3 separate regions of the Mus musculus genome follow, and regions 2 and 3 are each linked to region 1. Evidence: chromatin contacts called from public HiChIP or PLAC-seq data. All regions are on one chromosome and are shown on one strand. The core of a region is the stretch at or near the end of the contact, and the rest is flanking DNA. Distances in the headings are between cores, read along the strand shown.

The links. HiChIP or PLAC-seq counts read pairs in DNA pulled down with a chosen protein or histone mark.
Region 2: an H3K27ac HiChIP or PLAC-seq map of thymic regulatory T cells shows a contact between it and region 1, with 9 times the contacts expected there. The contact joins two enhancer-like sites. A contact is called at or near these places in 4 of 115 datasets of contacts at active chromatin or transcription factors (double positive thymocytes, embryonic basal ganglia, stem cell-derived neural progenitor cells and 1 more) and 1 of 9 other capture datasets (embryonic stem cells).
Region 3: an H3K27ac HiChIP or PLAC-seq map of regulatory T cells shows a contact between it and region 1, with 9 times the contacts expected there. The contact joins two enhancer-like sites. A contact is called at or near these places in 3 of 484 Hi-C or Micro-C datasets (CD8 central memory T cells, cortical neurons and regulatory T cells) and 4 of 115 datasets of contacts at active chromatin or transcription factors (astrocytes, embryonic basal ganglia, regulatory T cells and 1 more).

The regions. Positions count from the first base shown.
Region 1 is chr12:107,181,596-107,186,233 of GRCm38.p6, reverse strand. No RefSeq gene overlaps it. Among named protein-coding and RNA genes, the nearest start is that of Gm52008, 73 kb to the right of the region's middle. Within about 2 kb of position 2,738, at least 39 of the 459 cell types and tissues checked have an H3K27ac peak or open chromatin away from gene starts, as enhancers often do. A contact at or near this core is called in regulatory T cells and thymic regulatory T cells, where this site is marked.
Region 2 is chr12:107,968,195-107,972,832 of GRCm38.p6, reverse strand. All of the region lies in intron 2 of Bcl11b (B cell leukemia/lymphoma 11B), which reads left to right. Among named protein-coding and RNA genes, the nearest start is that of Bcl11b, 33 kb to the left of the region's middle. Within about 2 kb of position 2,807, at least 39 of the 459 cell types and tissues checked have an H3K27ac peak or open chromatin away from gene starts, as enhancers often do. A contact at or near this core is called in thymic regulatory T cells, where this site is marked.
Region 3 is chr12:107,939,576-107,944,213 of GRCm38.p6, reverse strand. The region is part of intron 3 of Bcl11b (B cell leukemia/lymphoma 11B); the gene reads left to right. Among named protein-coding and RNA genes, the nearest start is that of Bcl11b, 62 kb to the left of the region's middle. Within about 2 kb of position 2,748, at least 15 of the 459 cell types and tissues checked have an H3K27ac peak or open chromatin away from gene starts, as enhancers often do. A contact at or near this core is called in regulatory T cells, where this site is marked.

The DNA.
Region 1 (4,638 bases), core at 1,489-3,988:
CCCAACTTTCTCATGCCTGGCAGGAAGAGAAAAGAGACACATTTGGGGGCGATGGGTGAAGCTGCCTTTCTACCTGTCTTCTGGGTTCCATCTGAACTTGATGTGTGTGTGCATGGTGATGCACTATCACCCCCACCTCTAGATTCCAGGCACACAACTCAGAACTTCTTGCAGCCTGTTTTTTTATGCAGCCCCTTGGCTTACTCCAGAGACCTATGGCTCTTGCATCTACTTTGAAAGGACCTTGGCTGACTCCCCTTCTTGTGGTTATGGCCTCTGCGCCTGTCCGTCTCATCGCTCTGCTTGTTTTAATGGCAACATTAGGGGAGTCTCAGAATGCCCACTATGCTCTCTGTGTTGTCATGCATGTGCATGGGATATTGAGCCCCTCCCAGGTCAGGGACAGAATGCCTTCCACTTCCTGGTACTGGGCATCTGTCCCGCAAACATTTCCTAAGCTGAGTCAAGTTATACTCTGCTTGGAGTAAACAGGCCCATGATGCACACTGTCTTTGATAAAGAATTTATTTCTGGAAATGTGGAGCCTCAGTCTGCTGAAGTACAGGTGTTGCAGGACAGGGTCACCAATACCTCTGGGAATGTGTTCTTCTGCTTGGACACCGTCCTGATTCTGGTTCCCACACCACCTAATCTATGCCTTGTCATGCATAGGTCATAGGCTGGCATCTTGGTCTACTCAATTCTGCTTGAACTGACCCTCTGTTTCTGCTTTTATAATGGCTGCCATTGTGTTCTCACAGGCAAATGGTCCCCCAGCTCTCCTAAATAACGGTCTCTCCTAGTGCTTCAAAAGAGTTATCTCCCAGAGAGCGGGAGGCAGGCTGTATGCTGAACAGTGCTGGGTGATAGTGAGACTGATGTATTCAGAAAATGAATAACATCTGCTTCGGGAATCATGGTTGGTCTCAGGCCTCTGAGCTCACATCAAACACACAGGGCACTCAATGAGCATGCTGTGCACGGCCACGGCCACAGATGAGAGCAAATGTCGAGACAGTCACGCTGCCTTCCATCTATCAGCGACCTGGTCTGAGATGAGCATGGTGGACCCTTTCATGGCTCAGCCTGGATTCACTCACCAAAGTGTAGATGTGATATGCCATAGCTTAAGAAAAAAGAGACTGACACGCTGAGCTAGCCTCCAGTCCTGAGCAAGGGGCAAGGCTATAATCAAACCAAAGTAGTCACAATTCCAAACAGGGCTCTTTTGACATTTCCATGCTGTTGCCAACTGTGACCAACCAGGCATGCTCAGAAGAGAGGGAGTTCCCAGCTCATCCTCGAGGAGACGAGACCACTGATTTCAGAACCAGCTTCCTGTACTTGGTGCAGCTTGGTCCTGAGGATGGAGCCCGCCCAGAGCCATGCTCTCATCTTTGCAGCTGACCCCAGGCTTGTTTCTCAATGACTTCTACAGATCCAGAGGGACCATGAACATCTATCTACAGCCCTGGTTCCTCACCTGCATCTCTGATGCACAGAGATAGGACTGGGGAAAGCGGCTGCCTGCCTTTTAACCATGCCTGCCTGCCTGACTCTCTCTCTCTCTCTCTCTCTCTCTGTGTGTGTGTGTGTGTGTGTGTGTGTGTGTTTTCTGTCTCTCTTCTTTCAGGGTTAGAGAAACTGGCAGATTGCCCTCAGTTTGTTTCGAGTAGGCTTCCTTTGAGTGCTAAAAAGGAAAGAGTCAAGAACAAAGAACACAAGCACACAGCACTGCACGTTTCTAAGACAATATAAAAAGTTGTTCAGACAATTTGCAAGGAGACTAACAATAAGACCTGAATGATATTTTCCCCTACTGTTGCCACAGTGACAAGGGCCCACAGGCTACACTGGGGTCATGGACCGTTTCCATTGGTCCCCAGTCAAAGGGTTCTGGCATGATCATCTGACTTTTAGGAAGACTCATCTCTTGTTACAGGGCTAATTTTACATCTCAGACCATCTCTCAGTGTCCTGAAAAGGGAAGAGGAAGGCAGATGGATGATTTTTCAACTGACAGGCAACCAGCTGTCAGTACCTGATGACCATGTGTACTGTCCCAAGCAAGGTGCCTCCCCAGCTTTCAGGGAAGCGGAGAGAAGCTCAGAGGTATTTGGGGTACATCACCAGGGAACGTGGGATAAAGGACTCAGAACCGAGAAGAGACTATGCATCATCTCCATCGTACAAACTCTCAGGGCCCCTCTCTCTCAGGCAGAGGGGGAAGAAGGACCCGGTTCATCTCATTCCTGGGGTTCATATTCTGCTGAGGGGATTGGTGGAGGGAACATGAAGGCAGAAATCCTTCTGAAGATTCAGGGGGAGTTGGGCGCTTTGAGAGGGGCTAGAGATCACCAAATCGCTCACAGCTCGCAGCCCGAGGGACTCTGAGGCGGCTAGGTTTCATTGGGGTCCAGGAGCAAAGGAAGGAGTCAGACACGTGGGGAGAGGGATGAGACCCGTGAAAGAGAACGTAGTCAAGCTGGGCAAGGCAGAGAGAGGCTCCAAGGATTGGAACACGCGTCGCTCATTTACCTGAAGCCGCTTCTTACCTCAAAGCCCAGAAAATGGCACAGAAGGGAAAGAGCAGGAGGACAGAGAAGAGCGTTGTGAGAAAATGCGGCTGTTTGGATACAGTGTAATCTTTGCACCATGTGTGCGCAGCAGCTAAGGACCCCTGCACAGGTTGGGTCCTTCGACTTAGCACAGTGTTGGAGCCCCGCCCCTTCCTGAGAAGCCGAAGGCTGCTGATTGGTGCTATAAGAGAGGCTCTCATTTGTCTAATGGTGTAGCCTCCAGGGAGGGGTTGAGAGGGAAAGGGGGTGGGCGGCTTTGAGAGGGTGATGGGGCAAATACAATCACAACATATTGTCTGCACATATGAAGCGGCCAAAAACAAAGCAAAAAGCAGAAGTGACAAGTGGGTGGCATCCTTGGAGGTCGCCTGCGTCCTGGGAAACGGAGTCAGGGGTTTCATTGCAAATGCTTAGGGCAAGGGAAAGCTGAAGGTTTCCCTCCGTGAGCTTTGGGAAATATTAAAGTTTTGCTGATTTACACACACACACACACACACACACACACACACACACACACACACACTGGTGAGCTATGTGCCTGTAACGGAGGGGTGTGACCCCAGAGATGGTTCTTCATCCCTGAGGCCCAGCATAGGATCTCTGCCTCTTCCTGCATCTGCTTTCCTCCCTAAAACCCGAAGTGAGCATACTTGGCAATAGTGAGTCTTAGAACCTGTGAAATATCTCAACAGAGCTTTTGGAAAATTGAAGGTACCAAACTGTGCGTGGCCAGACTTGCCTATCACACAGCCCTGGTGCCGGGAAGACAGGATTGTAAATTCAATGCAAATTTGAATTACCTAGAGAAATTCTGTTTCCGGAAAAAAAAAAAAAGGCAAAGTGAAAGAAATGAAGAGACAGACGTTTCAATGTTATTGTCAGACGAAGGGTTAAAATTGACCCTGAGGAGAGTTAAAGGATGCTTGGGAACATAGAGGGGACAGCCATTTTCTCACACACTGACATTGCGATTAGCAGCCTCATCAAGAAGCTCAGAGATGTACTACCACTAATCCCAAGATGTAAGGCACGAAAAGATAGATCTAGAATTCTAGCCAGTTCTAGGAACCCAGTGTTGCTTGCAGTGCCCCATCCTGCCTTTCGGGACATCTAGATTCAAGGTTAGCTGGAGGGTGGTCGTGGATAGCAGGCAGGGCAAGCGGGTGGGAGAGCTGGCGGGCATACATAGTCTGTGCCTTTGTTTCCCGGTTTGGTTTCAGGCTGTGTGAATCTCTCGGCCTGCTCTTTCACTTTGAGCTGGGTGTTCACACACTTCTCACGAAATCCAACCCGCGCTTCGTTGGTTCCGAGGTGAGTGGGGAGGAACTGCTGAGCCAGGCCCATGGCTGGCCCCATCAAAGGTGCTGGCCAGGCCTCTAGCCCTAGGTCTCAAGCTTGCGGCCCACGGCTTCCTCCAGGCCAGGACGCAGCAGCCAGCTCACCTTGTTTCGAGTTTCTGTTCGGTCTCCTTTCAAGTTTCATTCTGGTGCCCTTCACACAGCCTGCCCCCACCTCTTCCTTCTACGGTGGGGCAGCTATGTAATTCTTGAGACATCCTCAGCCCGGTAGGGAACTTCAGTCTGGAAGGCCAAGACTGTGCAAGGCCCAGCCTGTGCTACTGGAGCTCTGGACCTACAGACATTCTCTGGCTCTGTAGGTTTTTATCAAAGGCAAGCTTCAGTTTACCCTTTGTAAATGGAGAAGTGCGATGAACTATGAGGCTCGCCCAAGGCCGTAGTCAGGATGGGTAAAATGGAGTATCTGGGGTTGACACCTTCCCAGGCCACATAGATTGGCTTTCTCTGTGAAACAAAAGGCAGCCCAGACACCAGAGATGCTCAGGGATTATTCCCGGTCTCCTAGAGGCCATCAATCAAAGGAGTGCTGGTATCTGTGGGGTGGTACCCAGGGACACATCACAGGACACTTCTCCCCAAAGTCACCTGTGATCTGAGACATTTTTGTAAACTAAACAAAACACCAAGAACGGAGGCTTCATTAATGCTTATTACACCTTAGTTAAATGAATGGCAGTTTTCTGCACACATCCTGGCAACCT
Region 2 (4,638 bases), core at 1,558-4,057, 790 kb before region 1:
AGTGGAAAGAAACAATTGCTCCTGGGCCTTGGGAAGTGATGCTGTGTGGACCAGCTTTGATTGCTAGATGCTGCCGCCCGAGAGGATGGTCTCTCTTTCAACGCTGGCACGGGGCAGAACTCGGGTTTTGGTGTGCCCTCACAGGGTGCAACCCTTTCTCTGTATCTCTTAACCTTTCCCTGGAATGCCTGTCAGGGAGTTAAAACGGTGTGGCTCTTTGTCAGTTACAGGGATGCCAGATGAGGGAGGAGCTTGGGGGAAGGCGGCCTGGCTCAGGATCCAAAAGAAGTGCTGCTTTCTCTTAGGGTGCCCCTGAGCCTTTCACACTGGCTGCAGGAGAGATGCCCAGCTGTGCGCGTGGGGCTTGTGAGTGGTGTCCCCGGTGGTCATTTCAGGAAGAGGTAGTAACAGTCCTTTCAGGCTCAGTCATGAGCAGTTGCCTGTGGCCCTTCAGGCTGTGGCCTGACATATTCTTCCTTGTCATGGACACACATAGAGGCCTTCCCTGAGTCCAGTCACAAGCAGTGGATGATGGGAAAATGAGACAAACTCTCCCATCTGCATCCAACATTCGGTCACCACCTGTAAGGTCACCAACCCTTGAGCGCCTTGAGTCCAGGGAAAGGGTATTGTGGGTTTGAACAAGAGGGGGCGTCCTGCTCAGATGGAGGACGTGGAAGTGAGAGCTGGGAGCCGGGGAGCCCTCAAACTTTTCCCCAGAGTTTCTAGGTTGGGCAGTTGCTGTGAGCCTGGCTAGCCTTCCCCTGACTTGCTTTCTGGCTCTGCCTTGGAGGCCTGGCCTGGCTTCTGGGTTTTCATTGTTGTTAGAGCACTGGGTCCTCTCTCCTGCTTCGTTTTGTCTCTGCTTTCTTATTTCTTACAAATGGAAGAACAAAAAGAACGCACTTGTTGAGCTTCTGCGCCCCAGACCTGGGTCGCTTTGACAGTGAGTGACAGAGAGGCTCTCTTAGGATCATTTCTAGTCCTCCGGCCTCAGCTACTCCCCCACCCCCACCCCCCACCCCCCACCCCCAAGCAGAGTGGGAGAGAGGTTAGTGATGGCAGGCCCAGACCTTGTCTGGGGAGTTACACAGGGCCTGTTTCCATTAAGGTGGCACCCCACCCCTTTGAAATAGGAAATTGCCAACATGGATGTCATTGGCTGCTAATTAGGTGAATTTTAACTGCAGGATCATTTTACCAGCTAATACCGTTATGATGTGCTTCCTCGTGACCTGTGGTGGAGCCCTTACTGTACGAGCTCAGCCTCAGCAGCAGACATCTAGGAGTTGGTTGCTCAGCTTCCTCTGAGTGGCTGCTGGCTTTCTCTGTTCCTACTTCGTGTGTTCACACCAGGGCCAGTGAGAGCAGACCCTGAGATGCCCAGGCCGTGGGCACCAGTGCCCCTCATCCCTATGTGGCACGGTCCCCCAATTCTTGGGCCTCTGGAACAGACCAGAAGCTTCGTATTATGATTTGTGCCTATCTACATGGTACCACCACGGGGCATCATGCTTTTCAAGTCTAATCTGCCCTCACCTCCATCTTCTCTCTCTACCAAACCGGAAAAAGAATCTTAATTTCCTGTCGGGCTGGGAGGAGGCGGGTTAGAGTCAGGATAATGACTCTTAAATATGAGCAATGCGTCTGGTTCCATGTTATTTTTCCTCTACCCTCTTAATACACAGCATTTTTTTATCATCCTTAAGACAAAGTAGCTGGCAAAATATTTAAGTGATCAGAAACAAATGTTTTTATTTGCCTGCGTGCGAATTGGGTTATCTGCCTATCTTGTTTACGAAATCCGGGGCTGCCTTCCCGCACAGTATGCTCGCCTCTCGAATCTTCCCCGGCTCCCATTTCCATATTTCTGCGTGCTTGTTCTTTGTTAATCACTTGGCAAGCGCTTATTTGAATATTAAAAATTTCTTTAATCATCAAACGCAGGAGCACAGTCTCATGAATATTCATATTCTCCCCCCCTCCTCAGACTGGATTCTAGTTCATTACCCCGCAGTAAAAGCCAAACAGCCATCAATCGCTCTCATTACTGGCTCTGGCGTTTTGATTGGCTGCCTGCTGCCCATAGACCTTTTTTTTTTTTTTTTTTTTTTTTTAAATTTCCCTTCTCCTATGAGCTGTCTTATACCTGCCAACAACTTTAAAAAAAAAATCAACAATGCAAGAATAAATTTCTCTGGTTGAAAACAACTTAGCAAACTTGTCAAACAGCCCTTGTAGCTTGCTGGGCCCTCTCGGGACACCAGAACCACAAACCTCCCTCCTCAGTCCACCCTAGTCCCACCAAAAAACAAAACAAAACAACCCAAAAAAACAAGGAGAAAGGGGGTAGGGAAGAAATAGAATTAAATAAATAAATAAAAAAGAGAAACTTGAGCTCAGAGAGATGAATATTTGTCAAGAGAGTTGACGTAAGTTTCATTTGCATAATGACTTTGTACTTCTGCATTAATAAAATTTGCATATGAAGCCATGTTAATTACTCCTGATCATGCTTTTTGCATTCATGCATAGTAATTTTCTCCGACTTGTGAGAATTAATGTCTTGGCACGAGGGGGGGAAGGGGCGCGGGGACTGTCAGGTTCCCTCGCCAGAGTCCCTCGCTCACACGCGCTGGCGTGGATGTCTGTCTCCTTCTTTGATCTCTGACTCATTTCTGCACTATCAGTAGGAGTTCTCGCCTTAAAAAAAAATGTATCCGTTGAAAGGCACCAGTAGGGAGAAAAATAGACTTCTGTACGGTATGTGCCAGGCCACCTCTTGGGGTAGGAACATGGGATCTGTCACCTCCCAGTTGCAGAGTGGCGGCCCTGGGAAGGCTGCACCGGGAAGGCTTGGTTCCCTCAATCGGGGCTGGGCGGTTCCAGGCATTTTTTGTGTCTACAGGCTCCTGGTGGTGGGCGTGTTGCTGCTTAGTGCGCATGTGCAGGGCATGGAGCCCAGCATCTGCAGGGACTGCTTGCAAGGGAGGTGGGCTTCAAGCTCCCTTCAAGTGCCTCACCCCCAGGAGGGCACCAACAGTGATCTTGTCCTCTGTTTGGACTTTAGCCATCATACCAGAGGCCGGTTTGGGAGACCTTTTGAATATTCCTTCGTAGGTGGCTTAAATACCAAGAAGTCAGTCTGACCTTGACTTTGGAGCACCGTTTTCACGTTTTTTGAGAGGGGCAATATATCCCCACCCCATAGGAATGTTTTATGCTTGCATGGCATAATACAAGTATCAATTTTTTATTTCTTTTTCCCTAATTAAAATGTACTTTTATGATAAAACTGAGGCAGCCAGGGTTTCATTAAGCTGTCCGGATCCTACAAGAAGCTGAGTTAGAGCCTACATCCCTCCCCCACATACCTTGATACGTATGGGTCTGTTTGGACTGGCTTAGACTGCAAAAGAAAGGTGTCTTTTAAAAGAAGATGTGAAATTGTAGTGTGCGTGTTCTTGCTGCGTCTGTGTGTGCAGTGAACCGTGGCACACAATGAAGGTCAGGACAGTTGTGTGGGTTAGTTCTTCCTTCCCACCTTTACTCGGGTCCTGGGGGAAAACCCTCAGCTGCTGAGCCATCTCACAGGCCCTGGACTTCTGGAACTTCTGGGAACAGGACCCAAGTCCCCATGCACACTAGAAAAGTGCTCCAGCGCTGACTTCCCCACAGAGAGCTTTTTAAAAAAGCATCCTGCGAGGCTTATAGGGTGTCTTCCTTGCTGGAGCAGGCTTCCAGCTGTGAGGAGGACTGGGGAGGGGTAGGGCAGAAAGTTCCAGGTCTGGAAATAAATGTAAGGATGGTAGTGGCCACGTTTACTAGGTGGCTGGCTCTGGCTGCAGAGTGCCCTGACAGTCCCTTTAAAAACACAGTGACTAGCCAGGTGTGGTGGCGCACGCCTTTAATCCCAGCACTTGGGAGGCAGAGGCAGGCAGATTTCTGAGTTTGAGGCCAGCCTGGTCTACAAAGTGAGTTCCAGGACAGCCAGGGCTATACAGAGAAACCCTGTCTCGAATAACCAAAAAAAAAAAAAAAAAAAAACCAAAAAAACAAACCAAACACACACACACACACACACACACACACACACTCACACACACACACACACACACACACACACACACACACACACACAGTGACTGAGACAGAGAGAGTGACCACTTGAGGTCACAGGCTAAGAAATGGCCTAGGAAGAATTTGAACCCATTTTTTTCTGTCTCTGTCCGTCTTTCTGTCTTTGTCTCTGTTTCAGTCTCTGCACCCCTCCCCCACAGGCTGACATCTCTCAGTGGGTCAGGTACAGTCTGTTAGCAGATCTCAGGAGCTGTCTGTTCTAGATCCAAGGCCGGGCATCCCTTCCAGTGGAAGGCTGAGGCTGCAAAGTGGGTCAGGGACAGGCTTAGAGACATGGCCCTCACCTTTGATTTCCTTTTAAAATGAAGGTGCACCTATTGTGAAACTTATTTTAATTCGCTCCATTTGTGGCTTTGGATTTTTATGTACGGGATTGCGTAGCCATCACTACTGTTTAATTGATCACACCCCCAGAAGACCACATAACCTATTGGTTCTCAGTCTCCCCTCCCCCCAGCCCCTGGTAATTACTACTCAGTCTCCTGATGTTTGGCTGAC
Region 3 (4,638 bases), core at 1,499-3,998, 760 kb before region 1:
GTTTTGTCTTGTTCGTTGTTGGTTTTTTTGTGTGTGTGTTTTGGAGACAGGGTTTCTCTATGTAGCCCTGGCTACACTATGTAGCTAGGGACTCACTATGTAGATCAGGCTGGCCTTGAACTCAGAGATCCATCTGTCTCTGCCTCCCAAGTGCTGGGATTAAAGGCATGCATCGCCATGCCCTGCAGAAGTCTTAGAATACTTTAAGTTCAGAATGCTTTGGGTTGGGTGGCATTCATAACTAACTACCCTTGGTCCTGTGCTGTCCAAGGGCCTTGGGTTGCATATACCTGCTAGAAGTGGGATCCCTAAAGAGAAGGCGACTCAGTCACTGGGGGTCCCAGGAAGTTGGTTGTTAGGGGCTGAGAACCTCCGGACACCCTGCTTTGAAGAACTAGCCCAGGATAAAGCACAGTCACAGCTAGCTTCGTGGCTCCCTGGGCCACCAGCAAGGTCCTTGGAGGCTTTCTGGATTACCTGGGGTCTGCTCTGTCCCTGCCCCAAGAGAAGAAGCTGGGAAGCAATCAGAATGGTACCTGCCTGCAGCGGTCATGTGACCAGGCCCGTGGGCAGGTGATCTGCGGCCTAGCACACCTGTCCCAACGTGCTCTCAACGAGGGCAGAGGCTACAGCACACTGACCACACGCAGTGGGCTTCATCTGGGCTTCGGACCTGGAAACTGTGCTTGTCTTCCGTGGCCGTAGGTGGCTAGGTTTTCGGGGTCCTCACGGCTTTGACATTTTGAATGTGAGATGCTGGCATTCTTCCGTAGTCATCCTCGGGGACCCGTTGAACCTCAGTTCTGTTTAAAGTGTTCCTTTAGGTCTCCGCCTGTGTGTGGCAGAAAAAGAGAAAGCTTCTAGACTCTTGTCAAGTTCTGGGCCTCCCTGGCAGCTAAGGGATTTATTCAACCGTCTGTGGGCTCGGCAGCTGGTGGTGGGTCACTGTGTTATGCTAGCAGAGAGTCCCAGGAGCACTGTGTGGGACTGTGCATTCTATGTGGATGCGCCGAGTTCCGAGGTCCCCCTTTTTTGAGTCTTCCCTCTGGTTAGCCCACCTCACTCACAGCTATTGGGTTTTGCAGACAGGATGAGCTCAGATGTGGCCAGCCAGAGGGGGAGGTGATGGTCACAGGATTTCCAGACTCGCTGCCATCTCCCTTCATTTCAGAACCCCTTACCCTTTCCATCTGTAGAGGTGAGGAACGGGAGGCACTAAGGCTTTCTGGATGCTGCTGACATCCAGGGGTTTGACGTGCTCAAGTAGGATTAGTTACACGGCAGGTAGAGCCTGCTTCCTTCCTTGCCCCATAGCTCTCTATCTTTTCCTATCTCAATGTCTTACAGGTGCCTTGTTTGGGGGGGGGGGTGTTCCCTTTCCTAATGTCCCCCACCCAATTCATTACCCGATCCAAAGATGCAGTCAGCAGGCATTTGTGCAGTAGCCAACATCAAACAAGCACCGGATGAGTGGATGAACTGCTGTGTCAGGGTCTTCTCCTGCATCCCCCAGTGTCCAGGGCAGAGCCGGTGCCTGGGAAACTCTTGCTCAATGAATGCGCCAGCAAAGAACCCATCTTCCCCGCCTTGGTCCTCGGGATTCCAGGGTGCACGCCCTCTTCCATTAACCTCATTGACCCAAACGTTGAGAAAGGAAACCCATGGACGCTGCAGTCTCTTCTCATCCTAGACCCACATTATCAGCTGCCGGAAAGGCATCTGTGAGATGCAGGGAGGTCTCATGCTGGGAGCTTCTCTCTCTGTCGAGGCTGAGCCTGTGCCCTCTAAGGCCGCAGACACAAGAACAGAGCCTGTGGAGACCGGGGAGTGGTTCGTGAGATAAGGCATGGCTGGGCCCAGCCTCATACCGTCCCTGGCCTAGTAGGGGCTTGAAGAGGCTGTCATTTATTCTGTCAGAGTGGCGCAGGCATTGGCCAGTGAGGGTAGAGGTGATCAGGAGTGGGCCCTGCCTGGGAACAGTGCCTCAGGAGCTGCCCTTTCCCTAGAGCCCTTGAGTGGGAGGTGCTGGCTTGCTGGTGCCTTAGAGGCTCTGGCCTGCCTTCTTCCCTAAGCAGAGCCCAGGCCCAACACTGAGACGCAGGCTTGTCATGCCTAGCTCTAGACTTATGGTTGTCAGGCTCAGTTGCCCTGTGCCCATAAGTGTTGATAGACTTGGGTTCCAGTAGCTTAGAGGCAACCTCTCCCTTCTCCTCAGGCCCCTTGAGCTACATGGGCCTGGAAGAGACTGGCCCTTGCCCTTCTGCCTAGTGAACCCCTAGCCTTCCCCTGGTGCCCTCTTAGGCTCTCTTCTAGGATGGAGCTACTTATTGGTGTCTTCCTGGTGCAGGCCTAGGCTTGTCCTCTTCTCTATCCTGAGGTATGTGTTGGGTAGATCTCTAAATTACCACCCATAGCTTTCTCTGATGGAAACTCCGGCAGGTGGTCAGTGGAGACGGGAGACTACTGCCCCTCCTTTCTAGATGAGTTTACCACAGAGGGAAAAATAACAATAGTAGTCTCCCCCCAAGTTCCCTCCTTGATGAAAGGGGATCGATCACAAGGAGGTATGGTTTGTCTCTGTCAGCCAGACCATGGTTGCTGTCCCCTAGGAGAGACACATCTCTGGGTGTGCCTGAGAGTGTTTTCAGAGAGGGTTCAGTTAGGAGGTCAGACCTATCTAGAATTTGGCAGCACTGTTCTGTGGGCTAGGACTTGGGAGTGAATGAAACAGGGGAAAGGTGCTAAGAGCCACACTCATCTCTGCTTCCTGACTGTGATAGCATCATGTTTTTCTACCATGGCGGACTGAATGCCTTTGACCGAGAGCCAAAATAAACTCCTGTAGCTTTACTTCAGTGAGTAAAGGATCTCATGGGAGGCCAAGCAAGGAGCTCTGGGGTGTGTGTGTGTGTGTGTGTGTGTGTGTGTGTGTGTGTGAGAGAGAGAGAGAGAGAGAGAGAGAGGGAGAGAGAGAGAAGAGAGAGAGAGAATATGTGAGGCCACCGCTTCTCCCTGGCACCCGCTGGGGTCCTTTGTCCATGTGTAGGTCCTGGTGGGCAGGGGGCACTGTGCTGTGCCGAGCAGCAGCCTGGATGTCATCAGGAGGTCTGTGGAGAGTCAGAGCCTCACAGTGACGGGGACAGAGACCTCTCCCACCCCACAAAGCACCGTGGAGGAGATGCCAGAGCACAGAGTTCAAGGGAGGGGAGTCCTGAGACCCATCATCAACAGCGATGCTCTTACTTCTGATGCTCATACTTCCGGTGCCTTGAACAGAACGCAGAGGGGAGGGTCCAGCCAGCCACCGGCACCATCTAAAGGCAAACACATTGATCTAGAGCGGTGGTTCTCAACCTGTGGGTCGTGACCTCACCCCCCCAGTCTTATATCAGATATTTACATTATGATTCATAATTACCAAGATTATAGTTATGAAGTAACAACAAAATAATATTATGGTGGTGGTGGTGGGGTCACCACAACATGAGGGACTGTATTAGAAGGTCTCAGCACCAGGAAGATTGAGAAGTCCTATTCTGGGCTAAGAGTAGGTCGCTCATTTCCCAGTGAGCAAATCTATTAGTAACAACCCAGCAGTTTCCAGCTGTGTGTGGTCTTAGGCTCATTACTTCACCCCTCTGAGCCCTAGAGGTTCCTCATCTCTAACTGGGGAAGAGACACCTCATATGGACCATGAGGTAGATAATGGTGATGCTGGTGCATTCTTCAGCTTGTTACCACCAGGCTTGAATCTAGACGGGTGTGTACCTGGGGTTGGGTAGGTTGCTGTTCACTGACCAGTGTGGTCCCCTGGCCGCCTTCTGAGCTAGCCTAGCTCTTGCTTTAGGGTAGAAATCCCTGGCCAGAATTGTTCTCCCCACCCCACCCCCCACCTCCGTTGATATATTGGCACAGACCCCTGGCCACCTACCTGCCCAGGGACTGAGTGTTCTTTGGCGGCCTTATGTTGGGGAACCTGGGGTGGCATACGTCCCTTCTGGTCTGCCTTGTCACAATGTCCTGCCTTCTCCATGCTTACTGAGCCCATGGCCTTGTATGGCCATCTATGGTCTATAGCCCGCGCTTCCCTACTATTTGGGTCACTAGTATTTGGATCAACAGTATGCTCTGCGCACCTGGGAGGCCCCAGACTGGAGGTCAGTGGGCTACACTTTCTGGAAGCTCTATGCTCACTGGCTGGTTAGATCTGCTCTTTGGTAAGCCAACAACAGCTGTACCAGCCTCTTGTTCTAGGCTAGGGACATGTGGCCTTGAGGGCATGGAGGGAGGTTACAGCTTAGGTCTTGGAGCAGGTTTGTAGGGATCTGAGGCTATGGCTGTGACTCTAAACACATGGACAATTGGATACTATTTCATTGCCTTGGCTATACTGGGCCTAAATGGAGGCTTCATCTTCTGTTTTGGGATACAGGCTCAGGCCTTCAGCAAGTGTGAAGACTTACATAGTGTCTACATCTGTGCTTAGGGTCTTGGGTACAGCTCATGTCCCCTGGGTTGGGCAGTAGGTTCTGGTTTTGGGCACTTAGTGGTAGGGAGCACAGGGCTTCTGGGTCCCCTCCAGGTACCCTCCAGGTAATCTGTTGTCTCTTTAGCTCTGACCAGACCTGGCTTTCATTG